Regions from separate parts of the Mus musculus genome. Here region 1 is linked to region 2. Evidence: chromatin contacts called from public HiChIP or PLAC-seq data. All regions are on one chromosome and are shown on one strand. Each heading gives the region's core, a stretch centred on a gene start, on an enhancer-like site or on the middle of the called end of the contact. The rest is flanking DNA. Distances are from core to core; before and after follow the strand shown. Region 1 overlaps Ggnbp2 (gametogenetin binding protein 2). Region 2 holds the start of Aatf (apoptosis antagonizing transcription factor).

Region 1 (6,967 bases), core at 1,912-4,411, 340 kb after region 2:
AGATCTGCCTGCCCCTGTCTCCCAAGAGCTGAAATTAAAAGCATAGCCACTAGGCTATAACTCTTGTTTTTTAAAGTGAACCCAAAGCCAAATGTAACAAATCTGTAATAACAGACCCATCCCAACAAGAACACCAATAAAAAAAGTTAGATGGTTCCTTGGTCAGTTTCTCTCCTTCCTAAGGGATTCCAAATGCTGAGCGCACTTAAAAGAATTCCTTTGTAATAGTATTCTACAAAGAAAAATACAAGGTTACAAGAAACAAATATATTCTAACTCTATTTAAACATTCTGATAAAGCCGGGTGAGGTGGCACACCCCTTTAATCCCAGCACTCGGGAGGTGGAGGCAGAGGCAGGTGGATTTCTGAGTTCCAGGACAGACTGGTCTACAGAGTGAGTTCCAGGACAGCCAGGGCTATACAGAGAAACCCTGTGTCTTGAAAAACCAAGATTCTGACAAATAATTGCAGAATATTTCAAATTAGGAAATAAAAAGCTTTGTGAGGGGGGAGGGTGTTGAAGCATGGTCTCTTGTATCCTAGGCTGCCTTGAACTCATCATCTTGCCTCTACCTACTGGGATTACAATCTAGTTTAATCATGCCTAATTTATGCTGGGGCTGAGGATCAAACCCAGTCTCATGCATGTTAGGCAAATACTTTACCAAATGAGCCATAACTCCAGGCCAAAAGCCTGCTAATTTAATTTTGAAACTTTAGCAAGCATGATTCTATTACAAAAAAAAAAAAACAAAAAAACAAACAAAAACCAGGAATACTATACTTTTCTAAAGTGATTTTATATATATATATATATTGTTTGTTTGTTTTTTGGGTTTGTTTTTATTTTATTTTATTTTTTTGGTTTTTCAAGACAGGGTTTCTCTGTATAGCCCTGGCTGTCCTGGAACTCACTCTAGACCAGGCTGGCCCTGAACTCAGAAATCCACCTGCCTCTGCCTCCTGAGTTCTGGGATTAAAGGCGTATGCCACCACACCTGGCTTGATTAATTATATTTCAATAGATTCAGTTAACCTTTGTCTCATGAAAGAACAAACTTGGAATAGTAAATTAAAAAAAAAAAAAGGCAAAACCAAGAGCAATTGTTTCCATGGTTGAGAGTAAGTACAAACTACTCCTGCAAAAGATAGGAGTTTGATTCCCAGCATCCATGTCAGGCAGCTCACAACCACCTGTAACTCCAGCTCTAGGGGTCCCAACATCTCTGGTTACAAGCTACATAAGCTGGGTTACAAGACACACACACACACACACACACACACACACACACACACACTACACAAAATTTAAAAATAAAATCACTGGCTGTGGTGGTACATGCCTTTAATCCCAGCACTCTAAGAGACAGAGGCAGGCATGATCTACATAAAAAAAATTCCATGACAGCCAGGGCTCATAGATCCTGTCTCAAAAAGAAAGGAAAGAAAGGAAAGAAAGGGAAGAGAGGAGAGGAGAGGAGAGGAGAGGAGAGGAGAGGAGAGGAGAGGAGAGGAGAGGAGAGGAGAGGAGAAAGAAAACCAAGCAAATAATTATAATAAACTTTAAAAGGAAGAAAGAAACAAGAAGACTAACACTCAGAGCACCTCATTAAAAACTGCCTATCATGACCCCTCGGTGCAGATATTAACAGGACAACTGGAATACTTTTACACTAAAGAAGCCAGTGACAGGCCACTCTGCATCTAAGATCCCTTGCCTACTATATCATAATGACCTTTGCACTTACCTGTGCTTTCGAAGATATGTTTCTAGTGTTTCTAAAAGACAACTAGAGTCAATTAAAACTACTTCATCCCTGCATTCCTGGGACATGAGTTCCCAAACATCCATCCAACATCCTCTGTAAAAAGAATAAATATTAGTGAAAAGGAGGCATACATGAGGCGAAAGGTTTAAAAAGGCAGAATAAAGGATTGCTTGGTTTTACCTGGCTGTTCCCTGGAAAGGTCCATAATGGAAAATGATCCTACACTTGCTGTCCTTCCTGTGGTCTTCACTACTTCTCTTATCTGTACTTAACTTCTCTGAACTGACACTGCTACTGCTCCCTTCACTGCAGTACAGTATGGTACAAAGCTTAGTGACACTGAGATAACCTGAAGAAATAATCTCTAAGGTCTATATTAAAATTATGAATTCTTTAACATATTAAGATATTAGTATATAAATCTGCAATTTTGAATAGTGAATTATATATTTAACCATAATACATTATTACTTAATGTGTTTCACACATTTACATCAAACACTTGACTATCAAGTTTACTTGATACAATTTAACATTATTTACCGTTATAAATATAGAAACTTGTTTATATATTAAGCATTTTACAAGCAAATATACTTCAAATGTTCTAAAGCCAAAAGGCATTTAAAAAGTTAGTATTTTCACCTATTAAACAGGGATCAATCTTTAACCAATTGAAAATTCTTTATTTAATGTGATCATGATTAAGTCACTCTTATTTACAGCTAGCTCTCGCAACAAACTTATCTAGTTTTAATTTCCAAGTAGCCATGAAAGTCACATATTAATATAATAAAGTACATAAGTTTATACATAATAAAATAGCACACTAAGATGCATACTCTAAGTAGTCTAAGTAAGTAGCAAGCACTACACACATCATTTCTTTAAACTAACTGAGAACTTCCCAGACCCTCCTCCCAGACGAGTTCCAGTGTGACATTGGTCCTGCATTTTGCTGTGTGGCAGATGTGCTTTCCTACAGAAATGTCTGTCTGTCTATATCCCATTCAAGGATAGGCTTCTAGACTTTTCACTAATTCTGAACTGGCTCCTACCCGATCATCTGCAGGTCGAATTACAATCCTAGAAACTCCATGTCATGCCTGCTTAAGGTAGTAAAACCCAAGTCTTTTCATAGCTAAGTATTCCTCAAATCTCACCTTAACATGTCATTACACAATTCAGCACTTTAATCCCACTAAGGGGAAAAGGTCAAAATGAGGTTGAGTTCTACCTACTGACAATGAAATGTCAACTGCTGCTCTATCTTACATGTTAAATCCTCTGTCTCGTCTCATATTCCTCTTTTGATAGTTAGGTTAAATAACCTAGCACTCAAATCAGAATCTAGGCCTTATGACTTGGATGACTCCTTTAAGACATGTTTTCTGAAGAATTTCAAAGTCACTTCCTCCTTCTACTTTTTTTTTTTTTTTTAAGAGACAGGGTTTCTCTGAGTAGCCTTGGTTGTCCTGGAACTCACTCTGTAGACCAGGCTGGCTCGAACTCAGAAATCCGCCTGCCTTTGCCTCCCAAGTGCTGGGATTAAAGGCGTGCGCCACCACACCGGCTCCTCCTTCTACTCTTATACTTTCCACTTAAGGCTCAACACACTATAACCTTGTATTCATTTTCTATCCACTCAACAGCCAGCTCTCATCATCAATACTGCTGTTAAAACCAGTGTCTGATCAGTGTCCTCAGTGACTGAGGAACACTGAGTACTCGGGCCAGACCAGTCTCAAACAGCAAACACCATTTCTCATCTCCTACCCAGCTATCCATACTCTTCATTAACTGAAACCTCCCACCATTCTCTGCTCTTCCTCTACTTTCTTCCTACACGGCTTTACATTCTGTTTTCTCAAAGTATCCTTAATCACTAACTTCTGGCCTACAAGTCTGGCCTGGATCTTTCTTTCAGATACCAAACTTCCAGACTAAACAAAAACAAAAACAAAAAAACCCTGAGATTTACTTGCACAGCTAAAAGAACACTGTCAGTAAAGGTGATCCAACCACTGTTCTTTATAAAGCTGGAACCCAGTGAGTATACTTTCCTTGGAAAAACGTTTGATTAAAAACCTGAGGCTAGGGAACCAGGAAGAAACATAAAATGAAGACTTAATAGCAAACAATTATAGAAGCTTTTCAAAGTACTCCACCTGTTCAGGTATCCTGACTAGACAAGACTATAATCACTGACTACCATCTACACACACTAGGGAATAGCTAAAGCTACCTTAAGTCACACTACCTAAGATCAATTAACTCCATTTATATTAACTTTACATTCAATAAAAAAAATCTTCAAAAAACAATTAACTTTCCATGTAGAGAAGCTGTACTCTAAAGAGAACATGAAATTTATGGAGACTTATTTTTGCTACAAGATATGAAGATACAGCCTCAGAGACAACTAACAAAAAAGCAAGTCACTGCAGAACCAGAGTAGCAGTTGGAGCAAAACAGGAAGAACTGGTCTTCACAGGAAACCAGCAGTGAGAACAGGTATGTAAGGTGCTGGACTATCTACTGCTTTTTATTAGTCTTCAATAAAGAACCACAAAAGAAGAGAACAAAACCAGAAAGTAGACCTTTTTACCATGTCATATTGCTCAGCTCATTTTCTAATGGGAAAATTATGACTGAAATAAACATTTCAAGAGGAATCCTCTAACAATAGAGAAAGACAAATACTAAAAAAGATACAGTAGTCAGTCCATGCCTGCTATCTCAATACTAGAGAGGTATAGACAGGATCAGGAGCTCAAGGTAATCTTCCACTAAACAAACTATACAAAAAATTCAAGGCCAGCCAGGGCTACATGAGACCCTGTCTCCACAACCAAACCACAGTAACAAGTATATGAAGTAGCTTGAGAACTGCTATAAACTGTAAGATGTTCATTGGTTTCAGAGTATTTAGATAGTATGGAATATATGGGTCTTGTTCAGATTCTACCTCAATAAACAAATGCAAAAAGGTATTTTTAAGCACTGCAAGGGAATCTAAGTATCAACTGGGTATAAGATTACTGTAATTGAGCCCGGCATGGTGGTTCACACCTTTAATCCCAGCACTCGGGAGGCAGAGGCAGGTGGATTTCTGAATTCGAGGCCAGCCTGGTCTACAAAGTGAGTTCCAGGACAGCCAGGGCCACACAGAGAAACCCTGTCTTGAAAAACAAAAAAAAAGCAAAAACAAAAAAAAAGATTACTATAATTAACTCCAATAGGTGCTATACCGTTGTGGGTATGAAAGAAAATATTCATCATTCTAGAGATGCATGTAAATGGAGAATAACAAGATGCCTTGAACTTTCTTTAAAATATTTCAGCAAAGAAAAAGGCAAACAGATGAATGAAAGAAATGTTTCATTGAAAGTTTGATAAGTGCGAATCTGAGTAAGATACACAGAATGGCAGGAGTCTCTGCAGTGTCCACTCGTATTTAGGAAGTTGAAGTTGGAGGACCACTAAGGAGTTCCTGACTAGCTAGGGCGACATACTGAGATGCTGTCTCAAATAAAAGTCTTTCTACTTTTCTGTATTTTATAGCTTACATGATTTTTTGTTTATTTTTGAGACAGGGTATCACTATATAGTCCTGACTGGCCAGAACTTATTATGGAGACCAGATTAGCCTCAACTCACAGGGATTCGCCTGTTTCTGTTTCCATGTGCTGTGCTACACACACACATGGATATATGGAGTCCTGATATAAAAATTTTTTTAAAAACTTTTTTTTTCCTGGCCATAGGAAAACCTGGATATGCGGGTCTTTATTGTTAGAGAAAGAAAACATCTACAAAATGTTCCCAATGACACTGAGATATTTAACTCAGGACAGTTTTATATCACTTTATTTTTCCCCAGACAAAACGTTATCTCAATTCCCTGTAAATCATGGTGATGCCATCCTCCCCAGGACACAACTGCGGCACTGTGCACCCATCCAAGAAAACTGAGAATTAGTTACACAAATACACATCACCATAACTGAGTAAGGCCTTTTTTTTAATCCTTAATAAATTAGGGAGACCTAAAAATAAGAAAGACAAAAACAATTTAAACATGATGGTTAACAAATCAAATACTACTACTTTGAAAACTTTAAAATTAGTGACATAGATTTCTCAAAATTCTTAAACCCTGCAACATAAAGGAAAAAAACTTAAAACTCAGTGACCTTACATAGCTCAATGCAGAACCCCCAGAACCTAAGAACATGCTTATCTTGACATCAGTCAGAATGTAATCCAATCAACAAAACTAGTAATGCTATCCTTTTCACTAAGTATGACTAACATTAATATGCTTAACATTGATAAAATCTCTTAACATTTATTTCTACTTACCCCAGAGGTTTAGGTTTGTGTGTATCTAAAGAGTGTAACTGACATCTCTTGTTCTTCTTACTTTTTGGAATAGCATCTATCATATCATTTAGTTTGGACCTAGTAAAAAATAAACCATTAAGGGTTTGTCATTTTGCTTTCAAATTTTAGAAATTTGCATCAGCTGCCTTTTTTTTGAAAAGGAGTATTTAACAGTATCACAGACACATCACCTATTCTGTCTCTACAGTAAATACCCAGAGTGGTCTACATTATTTCCCCTCTCCATACCTAGCCAGTCCAGCTGGAACAAACTCACTTTACTCAGTGCCCTCTGTCCCTAGATACAACTCTTATCTGATAGCTGCCAGTGTGTCTGACACTCTGGTATTTTAGACATTGCTTACATGACTTTCACCCATCTTTCTTTCCTCAAATGTTATATAAATACATACTACCCTTGAGAGGTAAACCACAGAAATTTTATATAAATATACAATGTTGGACTGGCAAAATGGCTAATGAATAAAGAAAGATATCCTACATCCAATCAATTAGCAAAGCACATCAACTTATAGAACCTTTATATAGAGTTACAATCCTATCACTTATATCCCTTGTCCAACCCTCTAGTTTAGTCAACTACAATTTCCCATTGCCTTTTACATTCTAGGCTTCACTTAGCAAGAGTAATCCTTTTAAATCAGAATTATCAGATTATGTTATTATGTTAAAAAGCTCTAAAGCTCCCTTCTTTCTTTCCTTCTTTCTCTCCTCCCCTTCCTCTTCCTCCTCGTTCAAGCTGGAGCTATAGTTCAGAGGTATTGCACTTGCCCAATATATATGAAGTCTT
Region 2 (6,394 bases), core at 1,990-4,489:
CTGCCACCACACCATCATCTTCACTGTTCCTGTCTTCTTCTCTGTCTTCCTCATCCTCACCTTCTAAGTCCTCCTCAACATCTTCTGAGAACTCTTCCAGGCCCAGGCCCTCTGAATCCCCATCTTCAGATCCTCCCTCATCAGATATTTTGTTGTCTAAATCATGAGGAAAAAAAAAATGGGGGAAAGGAGTTACCTAGAGAAAAATATCAGGCCACATCTTTCATTCCAGTTAATCTGTGGGAGCTTATATGACAGAACAATCATGTTATTGTGCTCTATTCAACTGCACAAACTTCCTACGTTTCTATCATCTCTAAAATGCTAAAGGAAAACAAACAAAGCATGAGTCCTGGTAGCCTGAAACACACTATGTAGACAAAGCCTGATAAGCTCCTCCAACTATATCAAGGACTGGATCATACATATCATAACCTGAATGACAGATCCTTGGATATTATCAGTAGATTCTCAACATAGCTCCACTGACCTCCCTAAAACAAATTGCATCCTCTCGATATCCATATCTAGAGACTTCTTCCACCTTGAGAAATGTACTACTGCTTAAAACTATAAGCTAGGGGGCTGGAGAGATGGCTCAGCGGTTAAGAACACTGACTGCTCTTCTGAAGGTCATGAGTTCAATTCCCAGCAACCATATGGTGGCTCACAACCATCCGTAACAAGATCTGGCGCCTTTTCTGGAGTGTCTGAGGACAGCTACAGTGTACTTACATATAATAAATAAATAAATCTTAAAAAAAAAAAAAAGTCACACTGTTTAAAAAAAAAAAAAAAAAAAAAACTATAAGCTAATTCTTTCTCGGGAAAGATTGGAAGCATTATGTTATCATTTACAATGACAAAAGGCCAGTTTCACGAGTAACTAATACACAGGAAATCAATAAAAGACCTGAAAAACAAAAAGAGTCAAAATATAAAACGCACCATGGGCATGTGAACTTTTTTAACCACACAGCTCTGTCAATACCCATTATGCTCTGCCCAGTTTCCCCCTCATTTCAGGGTGAGCCACTAACCTGAACTTGGTAACCTCGAGTGTTAGGTTTCTGTTTGTCTGTTTGTTTTTTAAGACAGGGTCTCAGGTGTAGCACATGCTAGTGCAGAACTTACTGTGTAGCTCAGGCTGGCCTTGAACTCCTGATTCCCCTGCTTCAGTCTCTCCTAATTCTGAGATAAAAGAACTATCCTCGCCCTCACCTTCTAAGTCTTCGTCAACATCTTCTGAGATCTCCTCCAGGCCCAGGCCCTCTGAATCCCCATCTTCAGATCCTCCCTCATCAGATGCTTCGTTATCTAAATTATAAGGGGAAAAAAGGGGAAAGGAGTTACCTAGAGAAAAATACCAGGCCACATCTTTCATTCCAGTTAATCTGTGGGAGCTTATATGACAGAACAAACATGTTATTGTGCTCTATTCAACTGCACGAACTCACTACGTTTCTATCATCTCTAAAACGCTAACAGGAAACAAAGCCTAACTGGGCTTTAGCATCCTTTTTTTTTTTAAAGAATTATTTATTTATTTTATGTTTATGTAGCTGTCTCCACACACACCGGAATAGGGCATCGGATCCCATTACAGATGGTTATGAGCCACCATGTGGTTGCTGGGAATCAAACTCAGGACCTCTGGAAGAGCAGTCAGTGCTCTTAACCACGGAGCCATCTCTCCAGCCCTTTAGCATCCTTTTTAAAGTAACATGCTGACCTCTAAGGCCCTTCCAAGTACCAATTCAATGGTCTCTCCTAAATTAAGTGGAGACCCACAGACTTCCAGAAAGAATCCAGAAACAAAACAGTTTAACCATACAGAACTAAGCCAAGAGAAGAGTTTGGGGTGAAAATGTCTACTCACCAGATGAACTTGGCAGAGCCTGCTCCCAATGGTCTTCTTTCCAAGCTTTCCTAGAAGTGGTCTTGCCAGAATACCTTTTGTCGGTGTCCAAGAGGGAGACTGGTGCCAACTTTCTAATGCTACTCACTGCCAGATCATCTTTCTCCTCTTCCCCTTCATCAAACCTGTCAATCACTCTGGCTCTAGTGGCTGTTGGGGAGGGAGAAAAATAGAATCTTAGGTTAGAAAAATACTTTAACAGGAACCCACTTAAGCCATTTCAACCCCACACCCCACCTTCCTGTACTAGGTGAGTACTCTTAGTACTGGGCTCCACCCCAGCCCTTGATTCATTGTGTCCTCTATAACATAACATAACTAACTTACAGGAATAGGGAGTTGACTTCTGGTTTCTAAGGAGACTGCTGTCATATTGCTATCTATTTCTAAACAGAGAGCTAACTCCCTGCAACTACTAGGAGACATGTTTTTATGCCTTGGAACTTATAAATCTAGGAACGTATAAATCTGATTCTTCCTTGCTTTTCCATGGTGTTTTTTATTGTTTTTCTTTTTCAGAGGTTCTGAAAATTAAATCCAGTGCATCAAGTGTTATCGGCTACATGCCCAGGGTCCTTAATTCTTCCTCAATATGTGACAGTCATTGGGTGCTATAGACACTCATGACACCCCTCCAGTTGTCTTTCTCACACCTCCCTGACCCAAGTCTAAAGCACAATTACTCCCAGCCGGTCTCAGAACAGGTTTATGAAGAATCAGTCTGTCATCAGAATGTGGACAAATGGCTTAAGGCCTAAATAAACATGGCTAAACAGCATCGGGTAATCATTTTCATTCTCATGAAGATTTTAGAAGCAGTCAGTTTCAAACACACAAAAACCTGAAACTCATCAGGCTTCTTTCTCCTTTCGAAGGTAATACCAAGAAAAGTGGCATCCTAAACTGCTGCCAGCCGGCTGCCTGCAACTCCCCGCCAGGGTCCTGATGTCCCGCCCACCCCCAGAGTCTAGAATGCTGGATTACTGCTCACGCCACCCTCCCAAGAGACAATTTTCCCCCAGCGAAAAGGGAAGGCGAGCAGGTCCAAGCACCAGCGGCCCTTGAAGTCGGAGCCACTGCTCTGCACGTGGTTAGCCCCAGTCAGGCCTCACCCTCCTCCGGGTCGGCCTCAGGATCCGCCTCACGCGGTCTCGGATTCAGCAACTGTTCCAGCTGCAGAGCCAAGGGCTGCGGCGCCGCCATGGTCACCAGGTCACTGCCGGCGCTGCGCTCGTGAACCTGCACTGCAGCCCGAGCCCCCCGGCCCGACACTCGCAGCAGTGGCGCTACGGCCCAGACTCTACTTGGCAACTCAAGGCGGAGACCTCGCGGAGGCGGCGTTTAGAATCCCAGTAGGCAACTTCCGGGAGGCGCGCGCGCGCCGGAGGGGCGGGGCGTCGCGTCACCACTGGGCTGCTAAGCTGAGACGCAGGCGCCCGAAACCGTGGCAGGGTTGCGAGCCGCCCGAACGCGCGTGCGCCGGAGGCCCCTCGGACGCGCGGCGCGGGAGCGCGCCGGAGCACGTGACCGCTTGGAGCGAGAAAGGTTGATTGTGCTCTGAGCTGCCAGGGTCCCCTAAGCACGAAATAACGCCTCGAGCTTTGTGCGAGCTTGGTTTAGGAATTAAGCGTAAAGTAGCTGTGGCTGCTGGTGGCTGGCTGGTTTGTGAAAGGGAGTGAAGGATAAGCCTCTCAAACCTCAGGTACACACTCGAGCAAGCACAGACCCGGGACTCAAAACGGGGCTTTTCTCAGGGTAGAGGAGCCTGCGGCCAGGCACACAGCTTCGGGCCAGGATCTGAGAGGCCTGCGTGTGTTAAGTGTGCGGCGAGGTGCGATCTTTATTGATAGAAATAATTAGGAATCGCGATGGTTGTACCACAAATCAAGATTGTTTCTGTAGCTTCTTGTACCCTCTTGCCTGGGCAATCACAGGGAGGGGCAGGGGGGTAGAATTACTCTACTACAGAAGCGTTGATATTAACAGCTTTTCTGTTCAAAGATGGAGTGACTCAGTCAGACCCCCGAAACTAGTGAAGATGGGAGAAGAGAAACCCTTCACTCAGTTCTGGTATTAGATGGCCAGACTCAAAATACACAAAGACCTTAATGTGATAAATGTAATTGCACCCAGGCCCATGAAGCTATGCCATCACTTTGCATTCGTTTTTCTTTTCATGGAGCATCCCTTGACGCCCACTACTGTGGCAAGCACTGCTAGATGAAATATAGGATGTGTAAGTTAGACTCTCTCTCCACACAGTGACCAGTCTAGAAGGGCAGGAAACATGAACTGCACCGAGGAATGACAAATTTGAGTGTAAAGTGGTCTGTCTATACTGATCTGTTGGAGGTCTTCCTCCATGGAGACCTAGAATCTACTATAACAGGAAAGCTGCCTCAGAAGAATCCAGAAAAAAAAAAAAAAGAAAAAACGACTTGAATAATAGACACTGTGTCCATGCCTGTTTGTATGTTAAGACAGTCTCTTGCCTCCTACACATCATGTAATTGAAGATGACCCTGAATTTCTTGACCCTCCTGTCTCCACTGGGATTAGAGACATGTGCCTGCCACTACACCCTGTTTATTTAGAGCTAGGGGCTGAACCCAGAGTGTTCTGTACACTAAGCAGGAGCTCTTCCAGTTCTAAGTCCCCAGGCCAGTGCCATTTTTTAAGTATACTCCAGGCCAGCTGGATCCCAAAGCCAGCAACGTAGGCAACTGGTAGCTCCCCAGTAGAATCCACTGGAAGACAATTCAGACACCCTCAGATTCAGGTAGATTTCCGAATTTAAGAAATTTAAGAGATTTCTACTTTCTTGTGGCATGTCTCATGTTCCTGTCCTAACTGGTCCTTGAGTGAAGATGACCAAGCCTAGACAATAGAAAAAAAAAAAGCAACTGTTTTAGGGTAAAGCCTTTCAGACGTGGAGAGCCAAAGAATGTCAGACTAGGCGAAGACTCAGGCGAAGAAAATTGCTGTATGGCTGAGAGTAGTTTAGAGAGCTTGTTCTTTAAGGTCCTCTCCGCTGCGCTTGCAGTCGAGTCTGTGTTAGAGCCTCCATAGCAAAACATGTTCTCTATGAGGTGCAGTAGCCTTGGGCACAGAGAACAAAAATGTTCTCCTACCCCACACTTAGTAAATTCTATTCTCCTAGATCCTCCTCCCTCATTATTTCAGGTGCTTAGAAACCTGCCCTTTAAGGTGAGGAGAACAGGGTGGAAAGAGAAAAGGAAGCAGGGCAGAGCCCACCTTGAAGCTGTTGTGCATACAGGACACTGTTGGCCTGTGTGAGGCAGATCTGAGCAAACAGTGTAAGGTACAGGTGCCCCGAGCCTGCTTACCAATGCTCCCTCTCCTGTCTGCTCCTGACTTGGGAACCCATTTTTTTTTTTTAGGAAGTAGTCACATATACCCCAACCACCACCCTCCCAATTGCTTTCCTACCCCAGGAATCTTCTTCCTGGAAGGGAGGACAGAGGAAGAATGGTAGAGCTTAAGATGCAATTAAGGGAAGTGAAGACATGAGCGAGGGAGAGACCACTCAAAGCTCAGGAGCTCCTTCTTTCTTGAATGGCAGGTAAAGGACTCCAGCGGGGAGTGCTACTGGACTTGGAGGGCCAGTAAAGGGCAGTGGAGCTTCCGGAAGAAGTTTCAACCTCTTAAGTGTAGGATGGTGAACAGATGGGCTGTGCAGAAAGGGGCTTAAAAGTGAGCAATCTGCCCTGCGGAGAAAAGACAGGGGTTTGGGGTTCACCTCCCTCTTATCTGCTCCCTGAACTGCGAAGTGGCAGGAATAGCCATGGGTGGGCAGAGGTGACTAAATTGGACACCTCCCTCCGATGGCCAGAAACAGCTAGTTTAGAGAAACCAGGTTCTGACCTGTCTGTCTTCCTAAACAGCATCAACCTCAGGCCCATCCCCGTTGTTGACAGGACCTGTCCTGGGTCTGCACTAATTTGCCTGCCTTCTTGCAATGGCCATACATCAAAACAAGCTGCTAAGGGGATAAGTTGAGTCTGTGAGCTTTGAGATTCTCAGCTTAGATGGCAGCTCTCTGAGGCTGGAATCCTGACTGCAAGTGCTTTAGAGGCACAGAGGTAGAGGTTTTAAGATAGCTTGGGGACAGAAAAGTGCTTGCCAAATTCTGCTATGGGGAGACTGCCCTCCCAGATAGCAGGGGTCGACAGAGGACCAAAAGACACTTCCTGTCATTCTCTCTCTCTCTCTCTCCCAGGGGCTCCGCGTGGGAAAGGTTCGTGTGGGAAAGGTTTGCTGGGCCAGAGGTGCGAAGCAGAGGTGAATGCGACCCAACCCCTGCTATCTGTTTACCTGTCCCGGTATTCGCTGGGTTTCACAATGACCCGCAGAGGGAAAAGACCGAGCCACCACCTCGGAGTTAGAATTGAATCTACACCGCCTGCCCAATTCTTAAAGCGGTTCTTATCAAATACTCCAATAGCACAATAAAGC

Evidence for each region. HiChIP or PLAC-seq counts read pairs in DNA pulled down with a chosen protein or histone mark.
Region 1: an H3K4me3 HiChIP or PLAC-seq map of bone marrow-derived macrophages shows a contact between it and region 2, with 2.6 times the contacts expected there. The contact joins the enhancer-like site here to the promoter of Aatf in region 2. A contact is called at or near these places in 2 of 39 promoter capture datasets (the C10 cell line and embryonic stem cells), 2 of 484 Hi-C or Micro-C datasets (both in regulatory T cells), 5 of 115 datasets of contacts at active chromatin or transcription factors (bone marrow-derived macrophages, embryonic stem cells, memory CD8 T cells and 1 more) and 3 of 9 other capture datasets (adipose tissue, liver and pancreatic islet).

What each region holds. Positions count from the first base shown.
Region 1 is chr11:84,852,305-84,859,271 of GRCm38.p6, forward strand. Ggnbp2 (gametogenetin binding protein 2) reads right to left here. Exons shown (of 14, transcript NM_001364114.1): 5 at 6,136-6,234; 6 at 1,750-1,863. Among named protein-coding and RNA genes, the nearest start is that of Ggnbp2os, 14 kb to the right of the region's middle. Within about 2 kb of position 3,162, at least 13 of the 459 cell types and tissues checked have an H3K27ac peak or open chromatin away from gene starts, as enhancers often do. A contact at or near this core is called in bone marrow-derived macrophages, where this site is marked.
Region 2 is chr11:84,510,262-84,516,655 of GRCm38.p6, forward strand. Aatf (apoptosis antagonizing transcription factor) reads right to left here and starts at 3,240. Exons shown (of 13, transcript NM_019816.1): 1 at 3,031-3,240; 2 at 1,880-2,068; 3 at 1,222-1,317; 4 at 1-156. The coding sequence starts at 3,121.